2 separate regions of the Capsicum annuum genome follow, and region 1 is linked to region 2. The links are chromatin contacts, called in public Hi-C maps. All regions are on one chromosome and are shown on one strand. Each heading gives the region's core, a stretch centred on a gene start, on an enhancer-like site or on the middle of the called end of the contact. The rest is flanking DNA. Distances are from core to core; before and after follow the strand shown. Region 1 holds the start of LOC107870140 (THO complex subunit 4D). Region 2 holds the start of LOC107870139 (15.7 kDa heat shock protein, peroxisomal).

What was found. Hi-C and Micro-C count contacts between places; a contact is called where the count stands out from the background.
Region 1: a contact with region 2 is called in a Hi-C map of leaf, with 4 times the contacts expected there. The contact joins the promoter of LOC107870140 here to the promoter of LOC107870139 in region 2. A contact is called at or near these places in 5 of 5 Hi-C or Micro-C datasets (bud, leaf, pericarp and 1 more).

Annotation. Positions count from the first base shown.
Region 1 is chr5:2,780,481-2,786,953 of UCD10Xv1.1, forward strand. LOC107870140 (THO complex subunit 4D) reads left to right here and starts at 1,822. Exons shown (of 7, transcript XM_016716570.2): 1 at 1,822-2,137; 2 at 4,617-4,854; 3 at 5,715-5,864; 4 at 5,950-6,018. The coding sequence starts at 4,660.
Region 2 is chr5:2,638,472-2,644,574 of UCD10Xv1.1, forward strand. It overlaps LOC107870139 (15.7 kDa heat shock protein, peroxisomal), which reads right to left and starts at 2,438. Exons shown (of 2, transcript XM_016716569.2): 1 at 2,149-2,438; 2 at 156-641. The coding sequence starts at 2,281. The coding sequence ends at 331.

The DNA of each region.
Region 1 (6,473 bases), core at 572-3,071, 140 kb after region 2:
GACTGTTTTATGAGTTTTGTGTTATTTTGTAGACTATTTATGCAAGGTTATATTTTATGTAATGATTAATGACGTTATGTATTATGTTAAGCTTATGATTATTTCATTTCATTTCATCCATGTTGAGTTATTTATAGTTATTTATATTTAGGAATGAAAAACAGGTTTGAAAAAAATAATTTTTCTAAAAAAACCCATCAATTTTAAATGTTCAGTTATGAAAATGAGAGGCTAACTACTTTAATATTTCAAATCGAAATAAAAATTCGAAATAACCGAACCGAATTTGTAAAAATCGAACCAAACCAAATTTATTTTGATTTAGTTACGGATGTTATTTTTGTCAATCTGAAAACCGAATCGATATTAAACAAATACACCGAACCGACCGAACACCCAACCCTATTTGCCATTGCTCTGGAACCAGCTACAATGAAATATTGGAGAAAACAAAGGCCCAAAAAGCATTTGGGCCAGAAACCTTTTAATGAATTACAAGGCCCAAAATGGCATTGTTTTGTACTTGCAGATGTTGGGCCCTAACCTATCAAGTGAGGCCCAAATAACAACATCATGTGCAATTCAAAAGGTCAGGTCTGACCAGAATAGAATGCATGCCATTTTATCTCACCTCATAGAGACAAAGAAATCACTTCTAAAAGATCATCAACTTAAGTGTAGCAAATTAAAACAGTTACCGAGAATAAAATACTGAAGCAAAGAAAACATGACAACTAATAAGGAAAGTTATAGTACATAGTAATTAGAAAAAGCATCATAAATAAACGTGTCATTTAACTTGGTTTCATCTGACATCGATGTCATCTAACATATGTTTACCTATTCAACTTTATACAAGTTTGAGTGACTACTTTTACATACTAGAGTTGGAGGGCATAAATGCCAACTAAGGTTAAGTTAAAAGACACATTTATATATTATGCCTTTAGTAAAAGAACAACAACAATAATGAAACAGTGCGATAACCAAATCAAAATAAACAGACGATAAGAGATATCAAAAATTGCCTGCAAAGGCATGATTGAGTGGTTAGGAAGTGGTGGAATCGAATCCAGTCTCCGTCTGCCACTCAACACGAGCTCATTGCATGCAGCTTGCTTAGTGCAGTTTGTATCTTTTATGTGATTTACGAGCTATTACACACTGAGAAAGTTACCGCAAAGTGCTCAACCTAAAGGCAGAGTTTGTGGGAGTTGCCAAAAAAACAAAAAAGCTAAAATAACATAAACATACACCTCAACTTACTATATTTACACTAATTTTCACTCTTACAAAGTAATTATAAAAATCTCAACCAATTATGTATCTTCATCGGATGTATCGAGAAGCTAATTATGTATATCGATAAACTCGAAATATTTTTTAAAGATATATCGAAAGCTAATTATGTATCTTTTACAAGAAAAAAAATGTATCTTCATCGGATGTATTGTGTCGATGGACCCAAAATCAAAAAATATGTATCGAAAGCTAATTATGTATCTTTACAAAGGAAAAGATCTATCTTCGTTGGATATATCGGGAGTTAATTATGTATTTCGTCGGAAGCTAATTATGTATCTTTACAAAGGAAAAAATCTATCTTTGTTGAGTAAATCGGGAGTTAATTATATATTTTGATAGACTCAAAATTAAAATTTAATAATTATAAATGTCGAGATTTTCTGTAATACCGTCGGAATTTATATTGTTGGTCAAAAAAAGATTTTGGGCCTATCAAAAAGCCCATCTTTGAATTTCATGAACAATAATGGGCCAAACCGTGTCATTATTTTTCACCTCAAATCACTTACCCCCATACCCCACCCCACCCCACCCCACCCCACCCCACCCCCTACAAAACTCCTTACCCGTTATTACTCTTCTACCATCTTGTATACAAATTCACCAAAAATCCCTAAAGCTGCCTCCAAAATTCCCTTAACAGATCTCCCTCCCTCTAGATCAAATCTCTTTTCTTGAATTTCCTTCGACCCCATTAGTAAAAATCCAATCTTTAACCCATTAAAGTTCAAATCTTTACACTTTTTCCACCATCCCCTCACCTATTTCTCGATACACCTTCCTTCAAGAATCCTAGATTTGTTCAATTCTTGCTCTTTTGCTTCAGATCTTGGTAATTTTTCAGTTCTTTTCTCGCTATTATTATTGTTATTCCTGTTTTTATTGTTGTTGTTGTTATTGTTATTGTTGTAGTTTTTGTGTTGTTGTTGTTGTTGTTATTGTTATTGTTGTTGTGGTTGTAGTTTTTGTGTTTTTGTAATTTATGTTTATATTTTTTTTAGCTGCTTTGATATGTGTTACTTCAGTCGAGGGTCTTTTGGAAACGGACTCTTTAATCCTTAGGAGGAGGGCAGGGGTGGGTGAAAGGGATTTTTTTTTATGTGGATTGCTTGAATACATAATGAATTAGCTAAAAATGGGGGTATACCTGTGTTCGATATTTGCGAATTTGGTTCAGATTTGGAGCAGTTGTGAAGGTTCGAGTTTTGTTACGGATGTATTTACATGTGTGCTGGTTTGCAGATTGGAGTAGTTGTTGTATGTAGCTGTGTTGACCGAGTGTGAATTGGGTGAAGGAGGTCTTTTGTGTGGATTTCTTGAATACATGATGAATTAGCTAAAAATGGGGTATACCCATGTTTGATATTTGCGATTTGGAGCGGTTGTGAAGGTTTGAATTTTGATATGGATGTATTTACATGTGTACTGATTTGCAGATTGGATATTATGTTGTTGTTGTTGTATGTATGTCGCTGTGTTGACCGGGTGTGAATTGGGTAAAGGAGGTCTCTTGTGTGGATTTCTTGAATATATGATGAATTAGCAAAAAATGACGTATACCCGCGTTTGATCTTTGGGAATTTGGTTCGGATTTGGAGCGGTTGTGAAGGTTCTTTACATGTGTACTGATTTGCAGATTGGATATGTTATTGTATGTATGTAGCTGTGTTGACCTGGTGTGAATTGGGTAAAGGAGATCTTTTTTGTGGATTTCTTGATTATACGATGAATTAGTAAAAAACTGTAGATAATCGGAATTGTTATTTGCGAATCTGGGTTGGGTTTGAATCCGTGAAGGGGAGTCCATGTGATGTTGGTTGTAAAGGAACACCTTTGTTATGTCTGTGTGCTGATTTGCAGATTGGATATGTTGTTGTTGTATGTATACATGTATGTATGTATGTATGTAACTCTGTTGACCGGGTGTGAATTGGGTAAAGGAATTTTTTTTGTGTGGATTTCTTGAATACATGATGAATTAGCAAGAAGTTGGACATACACGTATCGGATATTTGCGCATCTGGGTCGAGTATGAATCCGTTGAGGAATATCTGTGAGAGGTTGGAAAGTTTCAAGTTTCGTTATGGATGAATTTGCCTGTGTGCTGATTTGCAGATGTACACATCTGTGTGTGTGATGTATGGATCGGTTTTCGTATTGTTGTATATATTTACCCCTGGTTGACCTGGTGGGAATTGGTAAATAAATTTTTTTGTGTGGATTTCATGGATACATGATGAATTAGCAAAAAATGGCACAAATCGTTATTTTATATTTGTGCATCTGAGTTGGGTATGAACCGGCTGAGAAATCCGTGTAACATAGGTTGTGAAGGTTCAAGCTTTGTTAGGACGGATTTACCTGTGTGCTGGTTCGCAGATGGACTTCTCTCTCTGTGTGGTTAGATTTCATTATTGTTGTATGGACCGTCTTTTGAATTGGTGTATGTATTTACCCGTGTTGACCGGGTGTGGAATGGGTAAAGGAGATTTTTGTGGTGATTTCTTGCATACATGATGAATTGGCAAAGAATTGCACATACCCTTATTTGATATTTGTACATCCAGATTGGGCATGAAACCAATAAGTAATCCGTGTAACGTAGCTTTTCCAATTTTTATTATGGATGAATTACCTGTGTGCTGATTTGCGGATTTACATCTGTCTGTGACTCCGTGTATATGTGTGTGTTTAGTACATGTTTATTTAGATCACGTTTGATGCTTTTTTCTTTCTTTTGCTGTAGTTCTTCATGGATTTAATTCATATTTGTATAAATTGGGGACAGATTGCTTTTGGAAATAGGTTTATCTATTATTGTGGACCTGCGATCTTTTGACTCGATGACTATAAGTTTTCCTCAATAAGCTGAAGAATGAATGTAGAGAGCTAAATAACATATTCTTTGAGGCGTAATTATTTGGTTTATTGATCTCTGATTTTTCAATATTTGTTTACAAGTGTACTTAAATTGATTGAGCTAAACATGGGAGCAGATGTACTACACAAATGATTAGATATTAGATTCTGCACTTCTTTTCTTGATATAAAACTTTGTTGATTACTTCTGAAATTATCGGATTACTTTGTTGATATAAAACTTGCATTGTCGATGACGCTGTCCATTTGCCCAATCATCTGTGTTTTTGAGTAACATTCATAGTGTTATTGAATAGGATTTTCTTAACTTGTTAGCAAGTGTATTCTGATTTTCGTTGCTCTGGATGTTGTCTAATGTTTCTACTTCTAGTTTCTACGTTTCATCCATTCTTACTACCAAATACTTATAACTATTTTATTCTTGCTTACAGATTTGATTCTTTTAGCTGCTGGTTTATTGTTCTGAATACTTCCATGGCTTCCTTGGATATGACTCTTGAAGATATGATAAAAAGTAGGAGAAATAGTGAGAAAGGAGGTAGAGGACAAGGCAGGGCCCGACGTGGAAGAGGGCAAGGAGGATCATTTAGAGGTGGAAGAACAACAGGAGCTCCTCGTAGAGGGGCACTTGGTGTAAATGCTCGGCCATCTGCCAACAGAATTGCCAAGGCAAGCTCGAAACTGTCGAAGTCTTTTGCATTTCCTAGACAATTTGATATGCTTTAGAAATGAAACTGAAGGTTCTCTGAATATTTGCTTTAGAATTGACATTCAAGAGATATTGATATGTTTGGCTCCAAGGAGAAAGTCCACTTCTGTTCAGCCATAATAAGCTGTTGAAATGGTAGTGCAAGTATCGATGATCCTCAAACTTCTTCCATTCGAAAGGGTTTTCTTCCAGGAATTCGCAATGGATTTTGATAAAACGGGATATTCAGGTGGCCCTGTTCTGGCATACATGGCTTCTTTGTAGCATGTTGCTAGAGGTGCTTCAATAACTGGAAAAATTAAAGAGCTTTCACGATTTAATTTCCATAACATCTAGAGGGTGTACTTTATTAACCGTCTCTTGTCATCACTATATAATAGCAATTGCTGTAGTTTCTCACCACTGGTTTAAAAAGGGAGTTTGCACTTTGAGATTGTCGTGATGGATCCAAATGCAATATGTGGAACTGCTACAGTGTCAAGATCTTCTGTTACGATCTAGTACATGGCCTTTCTGCAAAGGTGGCTTCCTTCACTGAACATCAAAAGTGGAGCTCTTACCTTTTGTGTAAGGACGTGTTGATGTGCAGTGGGTCAAATCCTCCATTTCCACCAACACTTTTTGTGCATAGTTCATTCCCATTTCTCTATTAGGTTACATTCCTTTTTTGAGCAATTCGACGTAAGAAACTCCTCCTAGTTCGATGGGAAACTGGTGATATCTGATTTAATCTTGAAGAATGGTTAATTTGTCTTATTTTTTGGTAGCGTGCTTACTTTTAACTTTACACCTGGATATCTTTTGGGCGTTCTTGCTTCAGAATTTCCGCAGAACCAAGAATATGCCATGGCAGAATGGCTTGCTTGAAGATAGTCTTAGAGCTGCAGGGGTGTTATCATCAGGACTAGAGAGTGGCACTAAGGTGTATGTTTCCAACTTGGAAGTTGGAGTGACAAATTCAGATATAAGGGTATACCTTCAGCATGTCTTTCACATATATACTTCTTTGCAATATACATCTTTCAAGATCTGTTAAAAAAGGACTTGCCACACAGGAACTCTTCTCCGAGATCGGTGAACTGATACGGTATGCTATCCACTATGACAAAAATGGTCGCCCAAGTGTAAGTTGATCTTTGCATATTTAAATCTAAGTTTTACATGTACTTTGATTCATGCTACAAGATCATCACATGAACAAGTTATTCATCAGTTGGTGATAAATATGATAAATGATTGGAGTTGCAGCATGTTTAGGAGGAAGAGATAATGAAGTATATGATAGTTTCAAGGAATATTACCAACATGTTTTGGGAAACACCACGCTAGGAAATTAGTTGATTGAAGCTTGACGTGGTTTAGAAATGCATTTTTTGATTTTTCATTATTAGTAGTTCATTTAAAGGGTGAACCAGCGTTACAAGTTACAAGACGAGAGAAATATCTAGCAAGTAGTCATCATAAAAATTTTCTCTTGTACTATGGCATACATATTTGCATCAATAAACTTCTGCGCAAGAATAAACCAGAAATTATTGTGTTACCTGTATCATCTATTATATCAATCTGTCCACTTCAA
Region 2 (6,103 bases), core at 1,188-3,687:
AAGGTATGTGGCAGCTGGGCAATAAGAGAACTCTAGTTGAGATTACTATGTTGTTCGAATTCGTCAAAAATGTCAATAAGTGCGTGTCAGATTCGCCAAAATTAGTGTATTTCTGAAGAATCCAACACAGAGAAGAATCCGCACAGGTAATAAAGTTTCAGATACAAACACTTAAATTTATTCTACAAGTACTTTTGTTACATCCATCCAATCCCACATTTTTTGTGACAACATAAACAAACTATCCTTAACTTTTACTATTCCAAAAACCAAAAGGACAGCTCGGTGCACTAAAGTTCTTGCTGCTGCGTGCGAGATCCGGAAAAGATTTTATAGCTTGCTAGTGATATTTATGTTCCTAACTTTAGATGGTTTTGGAGTTGCATCTTTTGGTACAACAATAGTAAGAACACCATTCTCAACTTGAGCTTTGATTTGATCAACCTTCACATCTTCCGGCAACTCGATTTCCCTCGAGAAATCCCCGCCGCCTTTTCCTCCTCCGCTTCTCTCCGCCACGTGCCACACTATCTCCTTGTCCTTACCGTGGTATTCGTCCTTCTTGCCACCTCGATCCTCCGCCTTCACCACCAACACATTGCCATCTTCAACTTGCACCTTTATGTCCTCCTTGCTGTACCCTGTCAAGTTCATTCCAAAACTTTGCATAAACATCATCAACATCAACAACGATAACATACCCAGTATATTCTGACAAAGTGAGTTGGGGAGGATAAACGTACGCAGTCCACATCACTAACTTAGAATGAAGTACAGAGGTTGTTTCCATCAAATTTATTTCAAAACTTTGCATAAACATCATCAACAATCACAACAACAACAACAACAACACAAACTGGGGTCTGGGGAGGGTGAATGTACGCAGTCCATACGACTACCTTAGAATGAAGTAGAGAGGTTGTTTCCGACAAATTCATTCCCAAACTTCGCATAAACATCATCAACAACCACAACAACAACAACATACTCAATATATTCCCACAAAGCGAGTTTGGAAAGGTAAATGCACGCAGTCCATACCACTACCTTAAAACGAAGTGGAGAGGTTGTTTCCGTCAAATTCATTCCAAAACTTCGCATAAACATCATCAACAACCACAACCATAACAAGAACATACGCAATATATTCTCACAAAGTGAGTACAAGGGAAGGTAAATATACACGATCCATACCACTACCTTAGAATGAAGTAGAGAGGTTAATGTCTCCGTCAAATTCATTCCAAAACTTTGCATAAACATCATCAACATCAACAACCACAACAACGACATACTCAGTATATTCCCACAAAGTGGGGCCTCGGAAATGTAAATATACACAGTCCATACCACTACCTTATAGTGAAGTAGAGAGTCTGTTTCCGCTAAACCTCCGAAAATATCTTAAAGAGAAAACCTTGTATGTAATCCAACTCCTATTATACCTCGACCTTGAGTGCGTGTGGATTCAGAATTTAAACTTTATGTGTTTCGTATGCCATTAAACTCACTCCTTATGTAAATTAGTACTAGGTTCCAACTTTTAATATTTGCACATAATTTTGTAAAAAGAGATGCTAGTGTGCGTATATATATATATATATATTACATGGTTTTGATACAAGATTACTGAATTCAGCTGAACTCGCAACTTTAATTATTCCTCTATCCCAAATTTCAAAAAAGTTAAAATCGATTATATAAACCTTGCAATATATTTATATTCAAATGCATTTTATTTACTTAATATAAATGGCAAAAAATTCAAGATTTTAACACATCTTTCATTAATTATTTAGTTTTTGCTTGCATAGAATGATAAAATCTATGAACAAACATCAATAAAAATCAAACAATTTCATCGAATTAAATATATATATATATATATATATATAAAACACAACATCTATTTATCACAATTGGTCATGATAACGTTCTTTAATTCTATTTACACATATTTAAATGATACATAACTAAATTTCTGACTTTGCCACGGATGGCACGGAAATCAAGAGAAAGTATATACACAATGGATCAAAATAAGTAATGATAACTATTCCTTTTAATATTTTGTTAAATTTAACTTTTAAATTCTAAATTCGCCTGTGATTACGAAAAATAAGAAAATGAAAGTAAAGAGAATTAAACCTGGAACATTAATTTTGAAAATGTGAGCATTAGGAGATTCAATCCAATCAAGAAGAGCATTAGAACCATATGATGTTCTATAAATTGTTGGACTCAATAAAAATCTTCTAAATGGATCACCAAAAATAGACATAATTTTTTCCCTTTTTCTAATTTTTATTTATTTGTTGTGAAATTTTGGAGGAGAGTTGTTTAATTTATATATAAAGAGATATGGAGATTTAATGATTTTTCTAGAAAAAAATAAATCTAGAAGGTCTAGAGGGTTCTGTAAGGTTTATTATCATTTTGGTATTATTGAAAGATGATGTAAGTGATGATTATATGTGGAGATCCCTATGGTAATTATTGTGGTCTTGAGTTTGAAATTTGGATTGGGCTTTAATTTGTGAAAGTTTGGGCTTGGACTTTGAATTAGTGATGGTCCATATGGATTTGTTGGGCTGAAAAACAAAGGATGTATATCCCATGTTATTTTGTAGGGGTCGGAATTTACGAACAACAATAATCACACAAGTGAGGTTTAGAATGATACATAGTATAATTATACATTACGAGTCTTATGTTTGAAGTATGGCCTTATGAAATTGGTCTCGGCAAGCCATTCAAAACTTCAAGCCAGAATATTCGATATTTGACCTTCACAGTGTGACACTTCAGATAAAAATATCCGAAGTTAGATGTAAATTTCCAAACTTCAATTGCGTATGTCTGAAGTTGTGACTAAAGCGGAAAATTTTAACGCTGGATATAAATTAAATGACAAGTCTCATAAGCGGGTATTTATGCACTTCGCCCTACGTAAGGTCACATAATAAATAGTTGGGCCATCTAGCATGGGCCCATATCTAAAAGAGATGTCCAAATTTTTTTGTGGGCCTTAAGCCCAGATCCAAAGTCTGTTGTTTGGACTTTACTAGATCATGTCTTACATTTTAGGCCTAAAACAGACAATATTCAAAGTTGAAATATTTGTCTTTATTGATTCCACTAGATCTGAGCATACTACATGTTATCGTCCTAAGAGGTCTCCAGGAAGATGAAATAGTTGTCGATCCAATAAAATTTGAGCATGCTATATTTATCATCTTCCCAAAGGGTCTCCAAAAAAATTAAATATTTGTTTTAATCGATTTCACTAGATCTGAGCATGCTACGTGTCGTCGTCCTAAGAGGTCTCCAGGAAGATGAAATATTTGTCGATCAAATAAAATCTGAGCATGCTATGTGTATCATCATCCCAAAGGGTCTCCAAAAAAAATTAAATATTTGTTTTTATCGATTTCACTAGATCTGAATATACTGCGTATTCTTCCCAAGAAATTCCAGGAAGATGAGATATTTGCTTATCAATTCCACTAGATCTGAGCATGCTACGTGTCATCGTCCTAAGAGGTCTCCGGAAAGATGAAATATTTGTCGATCCAATAAAATCTGAGCATGCTATGTGTATCATCATCCCAAAGGGTCTTCAAAAAAATAAAATATTTGTTTTTATCGATTCCACTAGATCTGAACATACTACGTATTCCTCCCAAGAAATTCCAGGAAGATGAGATATTTGCTTATCGATTTTACTAGCTCTGAGCATGCTACTCGTCATCGTCCTAAAAGGTTTCCGGAAAGATGAAATATTTGTCGATCCCATAAAATCTGAGCATGCTATGTGCGTCATCATCCAAAAGGGTCTCAAGAAAAATGAAATATTTGTCTATATCAATTCCACTAGATCTGAATATACTATGTATTCCTCCCAAGAAATCTCCAAGACGATGAGATATTTGCTTATCGATTTCACTAAGTCTGAGCATGCTACGTGTCATCAGTGTGATCACCATTACATATGGAAGAGAGAGTAATAAAATCAAACAAATTTGGTGATGGAGGTGACTAATGAAGCTGTTTAACTTACCTAATTTGTCTTAATTAATATAGTAATTCATATTATTTTCAGCAAAAGAACAATAAAAATACAAGGTCTTTAACTAATTCTGTTCTATGTTAACTCAAAGCAGTTAATTAGTAGATAAAAAAAGAAAACATCCATTAGGTTTGGCATATAAAAATATGATTTTTTAATACTCCCTCCGTCCCATTTTATCCGTCTCAAATTTCCTAATCTGGTGTCCCATTTTACTTGTCTTTTTTTACTTATCATGACAAGACAATTTTTTTCCCCATATTTTACCCTTTGCATTAATTACTTTTTCTGTAAATTAAAATATAAACATCATTTAATAGGGGTACTATGGTAAATTAGTCATGTTATTTATTATTTTTCTTAATAGCTGTGTCATCCCAATTTGGACGAGTGAGGGAGTATATATTTTATAGTGTTAAGTTTAATAAGAAATACTATGGAGTTACACGTGTAACATTTAAAACTCAATCACTTTAATCCCTTTTTAATGAATGAATTTGAGAGGTCAAAATTGATTGAACTAATAAGTAGGCAAATCACTAATTTAAAAAATTGAAATGAATTGGACAAATCATAATTTTGTAAGTTAATTTAATCCTTCTTCTTGCACTATGAAAGTAGTTTAATTTATTCAACAACATTTGGTTGTCTACAATATTTTTAATTAGTACCTACTTGTAGAATAAAATTTGTATAAAATAAGAATTAATTTCTATATCCAAAAGTTGGGTATTTTTTACTACTATTATTAATCTTCAATTCTAAATTAGTATTTTATGAATTTGGTGGAAAAAGGTATAATTCACAAATTTTGACCAACAGAAGAAAGTGTATCGTGCTATTTTGTTATATATTTTTTTATTACCAGCTTTGAATTTTTTTCCCGTTAAGTCGAGGGTCTATCTCATAAAGAAAGAGGTGAAATCTGCGTACGCTTTATCTTTGCAGACCTTATTTATAGAATTACATTCAATGTGTTATTATTGTTGTTGTTACGTCATAATGTGGGTCCAACTTTGGAGTATAAATTATGTACATCATTCTTGTATATACATATTTTAAAAAGTCTTAATTTTATTAATATTTTATATCTCCTGAATTTATGTCTAAGGAAAGAAATAATAATATATTCAATTTTACCTTTTATGATGAATTTTACTTCAAGAAATAAAGTTAAGTTTGCAGTTTCTTTCAACTTCATCAATAAGGTAAAAATGAAAAGGAATAAAAATATTAATTTTTATGAGAACTCAATGGCAATAGGATTTAAGGTTTATATTAACTTAATATATTTTTCATATCATATACTAAAGTATATGTTTATAATTGTGTATAATCTATGTATATCGACTAAGAAAAGTAAATAGTGAATTCAGTTGATTATTTGCGTAAAAATTTCATAAAGTTATTCGTAATTACCTAATAAGCGACTTAAGTATTTAGATATTTTATATACTATCTTCAATTAAGAATATTTTAAATATTATCTTACATTTTATGTACACAAAAATTATTTTTTAAAAAACTATTTCTTCAAACCGAAGGCTAAAGTAATGAGAGGAAAGGATATGTTGAGGTGGAGCTTTCGAAAGGTAAGCAATGAACAATCGACACGTGTCGAGAAAGTCTAAATAATTTTTAAGTAAATAGATCAAATAATTTCTAAAAAAGCAAAAAAAAAAAAATTAAAAAAAATCGAAGAGAATTTGAAAAATATTGTCACTATTAGTCACTCATTAAAAAAGTTATTAGATATGTACAAATATAGTCAGTTGGTCTGATAACGTTCAGAATTTTATACATTCATCATCAAATATACTAAATTCTGCTGAAATCAACTCCATAATTGCTTATAAAAATTTAGATAATCATAAATAAATTTCTATTAAAAACAATAGACATTTATAAGTAACCTCATAAACATTTTACCAAAAAACAAAAACATCATAATCATGATAGTAAGTAGTAGTAATTTAACTTACCATAATAGATTAATTTATTAAACTACCTCATAAATACTCCATAATTTCTTAT